2 separate regions of the Mus musculus genome follow, and region 1 is linked to region 2. Evidence: chromatin contacts called from public Hi-C data. All regions are on one chromosome and are shown on one strand. Each heading gives the region's core, a stretch centred on a gene start, on an enhancer-like site or on the middle of the called end of the contact. The rest is flanking DNA. Distances are from core to core; before and after follow the strand shown.

Region 1 (4,896 bases), core at 1,267-3,766, 270 kb after region 2:
CTTGTTCAAAGAGGGTCTGTGTGATTGGTTGGTTGGTTGGTTGGTTGGTTGTTGAATGGTTTGTTCTCTGCCAGGCCAGGGTTCGAACCCAGGGCCTCATGCACTCTAGGCGAGCACTCTACCAACTGAGTTACAGCCACTATCATATTTTCACATCCCCATGGGTGTCTAGGAAGCTGTTGTGGTGAGTGGGGAGGCCTTCCAGACCCCAGCTGAGGCATGCTTACCAACCTTCCTCCTCCAAGGCCCCTCTGCCCTTCGGGAAAGTGCTGCAGGGCACAGGCAGGGCCTTTGGGGTAGGGCTAACTGAGCCAGAGAAATTGACAGGTGACGTCACTCCTGAGAGGGAAAGAAAATAGAATGTAAGAGTCACATGACTAATTATTTGGGGTGATCAACATCAGGCATGAAGTGGACAAACTGAAGTCGTATCTTCAGGGGCCCACTGTTTGGCACCATCTTTCTCTGCCTGGTGGTGTGGTTTCAGTCCCGTGCCTGATTGAGATCACATGACTACCAGTGAATCACTGTGCTGTGCCGAGGAGAAGGGGGACCTGAAATACTGTGGGCATATGAGCCAGTAACCAGGCTATAATGTTAGATATCAGGAGATATCACGAGCCTAAGCCTAGACACGGGTGTTAGGGAGACAGTTCTTCCATGTGCACAGAACATGAACACAATAGGAAAAGCTCCTACAAGTAATATCAGGACTGGGCTTCCCAAGAGCCCATTTGTACAACATGGCACTGATTAAAGGAGCCAGGAAAGAAGCCCACAAGGTGTTCCTCACACCAAAGGGCATCAGGACAAAGTCAGGGAGGAAGGCACGTGTGGAAAAACTGCTAATTAAGGTCGAAGTCCACCATTCAACTGCTAGCTTTGGGGGCTTGGCACATAATGGGGGACTCCTTTCATTAACAGGTTTTCTCCTTCTCTGACTTTGTCCCTCCCACTCGCCTCTCCTTGAGGAATATCATGTAGCCTCAATTAGTTTATAGGACCCATTTCCATTCTCCTGACAAAACCTGTTCAGGCCACACCTGAGAGTTCTGAAATACTTCCCCATGCTCACGAGGCAGTCTAAACACCCTCAGACCCCAGCCAATCACCCTTGCCCATCCTGGGTGTTCCTACCCTCAGTCCCCCAACTTGATAAGCCTTCAGTCACCCTAAGTCATGCTGACCTGCCTCCTGACAAGCTGTCCCGGTGTGGTCATTCGCCGTAAGTACATACAGGGTTTCCAAAGCATCCCGACACTCCATGAGAACAGGGAACCCTACAGACACATTTGTGAGAAAGTCAGCAGTGCTGATATTTCACTAGAAATCGTACCACAGGCTGAAGGCAGCCAGGCCTTACTGCCAAGGACCCTGCGTTCTATAGAGAAAACAGGCTTAATTTACCTGTTTTTAAATATTAAATTTGTAGCTCAATGACTTAACCTCTTAAAACATCATTTTTATTTAATGGGTATGGGTGATTTGCCTGCCTATATGTCTGTGCACCTCCAGAGAGCCTGCTACCTGAGGGAGCCCGAAGAGGATGTTGGATCACCTGGAAATGGGGTTACAGACAGTTGTGAGTAGTTATGTAAGTGCTGGAGACCAAAACCCGGTTCTTGGAAGAGCAGCCTTTGCTTTTAACCTCTGAGCTGTGATGGCTTGCCTCTTTATCCCAGAGAGAGAACACATGTTTTGTGTAACACGCATGACCAGCCACATTTCATCTAAAGCTCACACGCTCATTAAACCTTCCCTCCGATTCGGTGCTTGGCTGCTAACACTCCAATTGTCTGAAACTGGCCACTGAGGAAAAGACTCAACAAGAGTGGAGAGTGAAGAGAGGGGTGCCCTCCACTCTCCTGCTACAAATACAGCTTGTGCTGCAAATCCATTCCTCACTGTGAACAACAGAGGAAATAAAAACTTCTAAGCACAGTGTAAGCGGCTCTGCTGAGAGGCCAGTATACAATACTGATCCTGTAAAAGTGTGAACATGAGTCTGAAATAGGAACCGTTTGTTGTTATAATTTGTGGACTCGAAGCAGCCACACATGCCAATACACCTCAATCTAGCTGCCTTCTACGCCCCCTTTCTCACCCCGCCCCCCCCCCCCAGGGAACAGGACAGGACAAGGACGGTGGAGTCTAAAACTCTCAGAGATCATGCCTGGCCTCTGGATTGCAAGCAGCCTCCAGCCCTGAGGGGTCCTGCCATATCAGCTGCTGCAGCTGCTGCTAGAAGTGAGCCTCGCCGACCATCACCACCACCAGCAGCAGCAGCATCTGCCTATGACATGGGGTCACCACCTGCATCTCTGCCATCAAAGCAACAGGGAGACTAGAGGGCCCATTAGACTGAAGATCAGATACTATCTAGGATCTGGGGTAGGGGTCTAGGAAAATAAGTCATGTTAGTTCAAGGAATGCAGAAGAATCCAGAGCCTGCCACTTGGCCCAGTTTGGTCACCCCAGCACTGGGACTCTTGTGTGACCTCTGGTGCCTCCCCTCTGTATGGACACCAGCCTGACATCTCCTTGCAAGGCAAAAAGCCAGGCTGATGTAATTCCTCCTGCTAATTCATACAGATCAGCTACTTGCTCCCCCCCACCCTGTGTGTGTATCTGTGTGTCTGTGTGTGTCTGTGTGTGTGTTAGTATGCATGCTTATATGCTTATGAGTGTAAGTGTGTAAATGTTGTGTGCATGGCTGTGTGTGTCTGTGTGTGTACACTGTTATGTGCACGTATGTGACTGTGTTAGTGTCAGTGTATGTGTGAGAATATGTGAATGTGTCTGTGTGTATATTTGCATGTGTGCTCACCATATCCCCCTCTCCCCCCCAGACACACACAGCATGAATTAACATGAGAGATCAGGTTAGCTCAGGGCTTTTAAGCTGACAAGCAGGTATCAGACTAGTTGTCATGGAAAAGTGTGGGACCACTCGGGACACCCATATAGGAACTAGGAGGCTCTGTAAGGAGGCCCAAGAGTAACAGGCATTTCAATGGTAGCTGATATGCCTGCCCCTGAGTGTGAGAGAGAGAGAGAGAGAGAGAGAGAGAGAGAGAGAGAGAGAGAGAGAAGAGAGAGGATTCTTTTAGGGGTGGGAAAGTTCTCCCACAGTGGAAGGGCCCAAGGGACCAGACCAATATGGAGGTGGATGGCAGGTTAGGGGGTGAAGGCACATCGGGAGGGCAATGGGGAGACAAGAGAGAATGCTACCCTCTTCCTGTAGCTGCAGGAGGCTGAGCAAGGCATGAGGCTGCATGAGGCAGGGCTGGGGCCAGGGCCTGAATTACACACCCGTCACTGGCGTTTATGAAGAATGTCGCCCAGCCTCCATCAGGCCTTTTAAAATAGCCGCATCCTGCCTACAGCATGGCCTCATCAAAATGCATCTGAAACCAGTTACTTTAAGGGAAACTTGATGATCTCGTTCTGCAGATGAAAAAAAAAATCAATGTTACTCGCCATAAATAGAAGCCTCTAAAACAAAGAAACCACAGAAGTCACTTCAGCAGCATGAGCCGCTGACCACCCAGGCTGAAGCCATGCCCGCTAAGCCTTGTGAAGGGCAGGAAACCTAAGATGGGGGAAGTCAAGCCAGCCTGAAACAGTCTCTCTGCCCAGAGTTCAAGAGACAGAGACTTGTGAGGATCCATGCGGCTTCCTCCTGGCTCAGGAGCACCTCAAATCATCTCACACGGAGCACCTCAAATCATCTCACACGGAGCATCTCAAATCAATTCACATGGAGCACCTCAAATCATCTCACATGGAGCACCTCAAATCATCTCACATGGAGCACCTCACATCATCTCACATGGAGCACCTCACATCATCTCACATGGAGCACCTCACATCATCTCACACTGCTTAGAAGCGCCCCAGCTGCTCTCTCTTCAGTGCTCTCCAGAACACATTTTCCCTTTGCTGTTCAAGGCGCAGAGGTCTCAGCACTGGGCAGCGTATGCTTCGTGTTCTTTGTTGCTTCAGAAGCAGGAGAGGCGGCGTACATGAGTGTTTTCTCCACACCTGCTCAACAAATGGCTGTGCAGTAGAAGAAGAGAGGCAGGACCATCTGTCAGGACCTCAGCACACAGGAGGCTGAGGCAGGAGCATCAAAAGTTCTAAGACCAGGCTGGGTACAGACATGGTACATTTAAGTCCAGCCTGGGCTATACACTGAGTTCCAATCTAACCTGGGTTGTGATACCTTGTCTCTAATAATAATAACAATAACAACAACAATAATAATAACAAAAATTATGAATGAAAGCACAGCATGCCTGGCCTCATGTCCTCTCCCAATTATCTGCCCTCCTTATAATGTCTGTTATGAGTGTTGCTGCCTGAGGTCACTGTAGAGAGAGGCAAGAGAGGGAGGAAGCTAAGGGACCAGTCACATCTAACCTGTGGGCCGTGGTAAATAAAGGAAGAAACAGATAACATGAGACTCAAAGGACCAGACCTGCTACCAGTCAAGAGTTCTCAGGGATGCCTCTTCCTTGATGCTGGAGTATAACTTTAATTTTTTCAAATACTACTTTTAGTGATGGTTCTTAAATGCTTTAACCTCCCTTGTAGCCCACCACCCACCAGGGATAGTGGAAAAGAAAGGATACAGGGGAAGTGGACCTGTTTAGAAAGGTTCTTTGGAGCAACTCTCATCTCTGTTGTCTGGAAATTGGCAGTTCAGTTCACAAGTTAGCAGTGGCAGCTCCATCCACTAGCAAACACTTCACAGATTCCCCCCGCAGTCCAGTTCAGCAGAGTCAGGTTAGCAACAGCAGTGACATGACCTAGCAGAGATGGAGAGCATGACTTGAGCACTCCTCAGCCCAGGCTCAAGTCACCAGGAGTTCTCAGCTCGGCTGTGTCTCTCTC
Region 2 (4,923 bases), core at 2,080-4,579:
ATAAGAGAGCAGGCTGAGCAAGCCAGGTGAAGCAAGCCAGTAAGGAACATCCCTCCATGGCCTCTGCGTCAGCTCCTGCTTTCTGACCTGCTTGCGTTCCAGTCCTGCATCCTTTGGTGATCAACAGCAGTATGGAAATGTAAGCCGAATAAACCCCTTCCTCCCCAACTTGCTTCTTGGTCATGATGTTTGTGCAGGAATAGAAACCCTGACTAAGACACCATCCATTTCTCAGCCACATCATCTCATCCCCTGCTCCCTCTGGTCCTGCCGAAAGATGTCTCCCCTGGACCTTTTTTTGTTGGCCCTTCCTTGACTACATAGTGTCATCAGTAGGACCCTCTCTGACCACTGTCTGAGGTAGGCCCTTGGCCATTCCCTCTGTGCTGCTGACCAGAAGTAACCTAGAGCTGTGACCTACTACCGCCAACTACTGGAGCCCCAGAGCCCAAACTAGCCAGGTTTGGCCACCTGTCCCCACTACACCAATGAAAGAGACCAAAATATGTGTTCAGTGTGGCCTCATTGGGAAGTGACCGCCACTCTGTCTGTGGGGTCTTGACATGAGGTTTAGTTTTCAGGGGATGGGTAAGAGGTCGGTGCAGTTCAGCAGGCCTGGTTAAGCACTGAGAGGCCTTGACCATCATGACCCACTGCTGTTCTACTCTGGCTAACCCCACAGGGCAGTCTGATGAGTGATCAGAATGTGTGGAGCCCCTTTCCAGAGGCGAGTCCCTCCTCTGTCTGGCACCAGGGTTCCAGCCTTCCCCTCCCCCCTCCCAGTGTAGGCTTTATGGAGAGTTTAATCTGTGGAGTCCACTGTTCCCATCACCCAACAGCACAGATGTTTCCTTTTAGGGTAGCTTCTCTCTTGCCAGCACAGTCACGTTGGTTACACTGCCTGCTTTCATAAATAAAGCTTTACTGAGACATGGCTGCCCTGTGCTCTCTTGTCCTGTCTAACTACTTTCTTGCTTCAAGGACTCAGGCAACGGTTGGGATGTTGATTGTACAAGCCAGGTTCTAACACATTTCCTAACCTGGCCCCTGCTCTGTTCTGTGACCACACTTGACAGTCCCAGGCCTGGGAGGGGCCCCCAGGAATACACGAGAGAGGAAGATCTGAGTTAGGGGTCAGTTTTCTGAGCTGATTTCGGAATGTTCTATGGGAGTGGTTGATGGAGGTAGGGTAGTTGATGTCTGGCAGGCCTGTGGTCCCCAGCTGTCACAGGCAGGAGGCTGTGTCTTAGATGTCAGTTTTCTAGACCACCCCAAGGCAAGGGAGACCCTTAGGAGGGAGGAGCGGCGTTACGGCGAGATGCTCATCCAGGTGCTGCTACTGTCCAGGACGCGAGGGCTCTGGTAGCTGCTCCAGCACGGCAGAGCCAATTTTATGTTTCCAAGCCTCATTCTCAGGCTTTGGCCTGTTTTCTTTTCTCTTTTGAGATAAGAGTATCTTGCAGCCCAGGCTGGCCATGTAGCTGAAGATGACAGGTGATCATCTGATTTTTCTGTCTTCCTTGATGGGATTAATGGTGTGTGCCACCACTGCCAGTTTCCGTGGTCCTAGGGGTGGAACCCAGGGCTTTGTGAATGCCAGGCAAGCACTCTGTTAACTGGACCCCCAGCCCCAGCCCCAGTCCTAGCTGTTTGTTTTCCCTTGACTGTTTTCCTGCTAGATTGTGGCCTTTGGACTGCAGTGGGGGAGGGGCACTGAGGAAAGCTGCCTGGGATGTCAGAGAGAACATCTTGATGGTTGACATACCCCTGTCTCCTATTCATTTTGGACAAGAATGAGGTTCCCTTCCTGGAGTAGCTGAAGGAGCCACAAACCCAAGCAAGAAACCCATGCTCAAAGATGTATGTGTCCAGGGTTGGCCTCCTCCCCTGGTCTAGCCTGGGACTACCGATATATGAAAGTCTATAACAGCTGGGGTTGGGCGGGGTCATAGAAGCCAGGGGCTCCAGGGTTCGATTGCTTTATTTTTAAGATGAATAAGCTGGAGTCCGGGGATGTGACCCTGTAACCCAGGATATCAATGTGGGGATATTTGGGGGCCCATTTGACCCTAGCCTCAGTCTCTAGCTCAGTGTCTTCAACCTTCCTAGGGCTGAGACACAGTTCCTTCAAAGTCACTCATGGAGCCTGCTAGCTAAATGCTGCCCTCAAGACAGATAGCTGCTCCTGTGTTAGACTCTGTATGGCCATAGCAGACACCTGACAGACACAACCTAAGGGAGGAAGGGTCAGAGGCTTCCAGATAGTCCTCAGCTCTATTTATTCTGGGCCCCTCCCTGAGGCAGGGCATAATTTCAGATAGAAATCAGCTGTAAAGCCGGGCAGTGGTGGCTCACGCCTTTAATCCCAGCACTTGGGAGGCAGAGGCAGGTGGATTTCTGAATTCAAGGCCAGCCTGGTCTACAGAGTGAGTTCCAGGCCAGCCAGGGCTATACAGAGAAACTCTGTCTCGAAAAACAAACAAAAAAAAGAAACAAAGAAATCAGTTGTGTGTGTGCATACAAACATACACAGAGAGAGAGAGAGAGAGAGAGAGAGAGAAGAGAAGGGGAGAATATGAGAATAACCTTTAAGGCACAGGGCCCTGCTTGTCCTACCTCCTAGTTTCCAGACCCTCCTAAAACAGCACCACCAGAGGGGACAAGTCTTTCAGCCCACGAGCCTGTGGGGACATTTGAGATTCAAGCTGTTGGACCGTAGCCTCTGGTCATGAGGAACTGAGTCAGGTAGCAGCCTATGTCATGAAGAAAAAGGTGTGTGTGACTGGGCCAGAGTCAGGATGCGATGTCCGGAGAGCTTAGAGGTCTTCAGGGTCAGTTATCTCTGAGTCTGTGGGACACTGGGTCTTATTGTGTGTGGAGAGGAAATGAGGGAGATTGGAAGTGACAAAGCATGTGGTCTTCTGTCTTTAGAGCGTCACATTGGCCTTCATTTCCTCTGCATTTGTGTGAGTGACTATTTGGTTAATATGTCCCCTCTCTGACCTTGACCTCAAATGAACTGTCCATAGCAAGCATGTGTGGTGATGATATTCTGTGAACACTGGTGACAGAGATACGGTGGGGAGGAGCAGTTCTGTGTCTGCCTGTTGTCCCCTTTCGTGATCGGGAACTTCACATCTGCAGAGACTGTGTCAACTTCTGACATTTAGCCTAAGAACTCTTTCAGACACAGCCATGGTGGTCTTGAAAGTGGTCATGGTGAGCAAGAATAAGGAAGGAGGCACAACCACCCAGCCACCTCCTCACGGCTTTGAGAGGAGGCCTTTGTGGCCAAGGGCATGGTGCCGTCTGTCATCACCAGGGACAGAGATGACTAAGGGACATATTGCACACTTCTGGGGTTGCACAATCAGTGGTTTAGGCAGAAACCAGCTCTTAACTGTGGCCACACGACCTTAGGGAATATCCCACCACTTCTGCTCTCCCTCCTCCTCTCCCTCCTCCTCTGTTCCTCCTCCTCCATCTGTTCCTCCACATCCTCCTTCTGCTCTTCCTTGCTTTCTGACCCCTTCTTTTCTTCTGTCTTCTTTCTCCCTCTGTTCTTCCTCATCTCCTTCCTCCCACTTCTTCCTTCTTTTCCTGCCTGCCTCCTCCTCTTCCTGCCTCCTCCTCTTCCTTCCTCCTGCCTCCTCCTCTTCCTTCCTCCTGTAAACTCCTCCCTGTAAGCATTCCTCTCTGATGGAGTCTAGCTCTATGATTCACACTGGTCTCAGACGTGTAATCTTCCTGCCTCGCCTTCTGCTGTGATTCTCAGATGTGCCAGCCTGCTCACCTTTGCCATTTTTCTGAGCCCTGTGGAAACTTCCATCAGTTACGTACCTTGGAAGCAGCTGCCCTTACCACGGCTCCCATACTGCTGCTCTTCCACCTCTGTCATCTCTGGGCTGGTCGGGGGCTTCGGTTGTATTGGTCACACGCACTTGTACACACATGGATTCAGCTGGAATCTTTGACTTTAGGATCAGGGGCCTCATGGAAGAACTTGTTGGAAGACTGGAGGATCCACATTTGCCTCAGAGGCCTGCTGATGAAGGAAGGGTCTTAGTCAGGTGTCAGCACACCATGTTGTTGCTTTGGGTAGTGAGGTGTCAGTTTCTGTGTCCAGAGAGTGATCTGGTCATGTGAACAGCTTTGTGGGCTGAGAGCTTTGGACTGTTTGTATAACTTCTTTAAATGGTGTGTGTGTGTGTGCTTGCGTGCGTGCACGTGCGCATGTGCCTGTGTCTGTGTGAGTGCACTCATGCTGTGTGACATGTACAGAGGTCAGAAGGTCAGAAGACAACCCCAGGCATCAGTCCTCAACTGCCTTCTCCTTTGAGGCGTGGTCCCTTTTTGTCTTGGCACTGTGTGCTCCAAGCTTGTAAGCCTTCATATAGGCCATATAAGAAATCACCCACCTACTCCTTCCGTGTTTTCAGACTTATTTTATTTATGTGCTTGTGTGTTTCTCTGCATGTATGTCTGTGCACCACATGCATGCCTGGTGCCTGTGGATCCCCTGGAAGTAGTTACAACAGATGGTGGTGAGTTGTCACGGAGGTGCCAGGAAACACACGCCTAACTTCTGCAAGAGCAGCTGGCACTCTTAACTAACGACTGAGCGTTCCCTCCAGCCCTGATTCCACCTTCTTGCAGGAATGCTGGGGTTGTAGGCCCATTTCTCTCACAGGCTGTGGGGATTTGAACTCAGATACTCAGACATGCTTGACAAGTACACCATCTATTGAGCCATCCCTAACCCTGTGGCTTTCTAACTTCTAAGTGTGATTCTGGGTCCCCTGGGAGATGGCTCAGCTATCCTCTCTGTCTTAGCCATTTCTGTCTGTCTGTATTCATCAGAATAAGTCTGCAGCAACAGAACAACCCTTTCACAGTGTAAGGATATGGAGCTGCCTACCAAGA

The links. A called contact is a pair of places that touch in the nucleus more often than the background predicts.
Region 1: a Hi-C map of bone marrow-derived macrophages shows a contact between it and region 2, with 23 read pairs. The contact joins two enhancer-like sites. A contact is called at or near these places in 2 of 484 Hi-C or Micro-C datasets (bone marrow-derived macrophages and natural killer cells), 2 of 115 datasets of contacts at active chromatin or transcription factors (memory CD8 T cells and microglia) and 1 of 9 other capture datasets (embryonic stem cells).

The regions. Positions count from the first base shown.
Region 1 is chr2:166,502,140-166,507,035 of GRCm38.p6, forward strand. It overlaps the pseudogene Gm14267. Among named protein-coding and RNA genes, the nearest start is that of Gm30908, 33 kb to the left of the region's middle. Within about 2 kb of position 2,517, at least 5 of the 459 cell types and tissues checked have an H3K27ac peak or open chromatin away from gene starts, as enhancers often do. A contact at or near this core is called in bone marrow-derived macrophages, where this site is marked.
Region 2 is chr2:166,231,747-166,236,669 of GRCm38.p6, forward strand. No RefSeq gene overlaps it. Among named protein-coding and RNA genes, the nearest start is that of Gm11468, 40 kb to the right of the region's middle. Within about 2 kb of position 3,330, at least 84 of the 459 cell types and tissues checked have an H3K27ac peak or open chromatin away from gene starts, as enhancers often do. A contact at or near this core is called in bone marrow-derived macrophages, where this site is marked.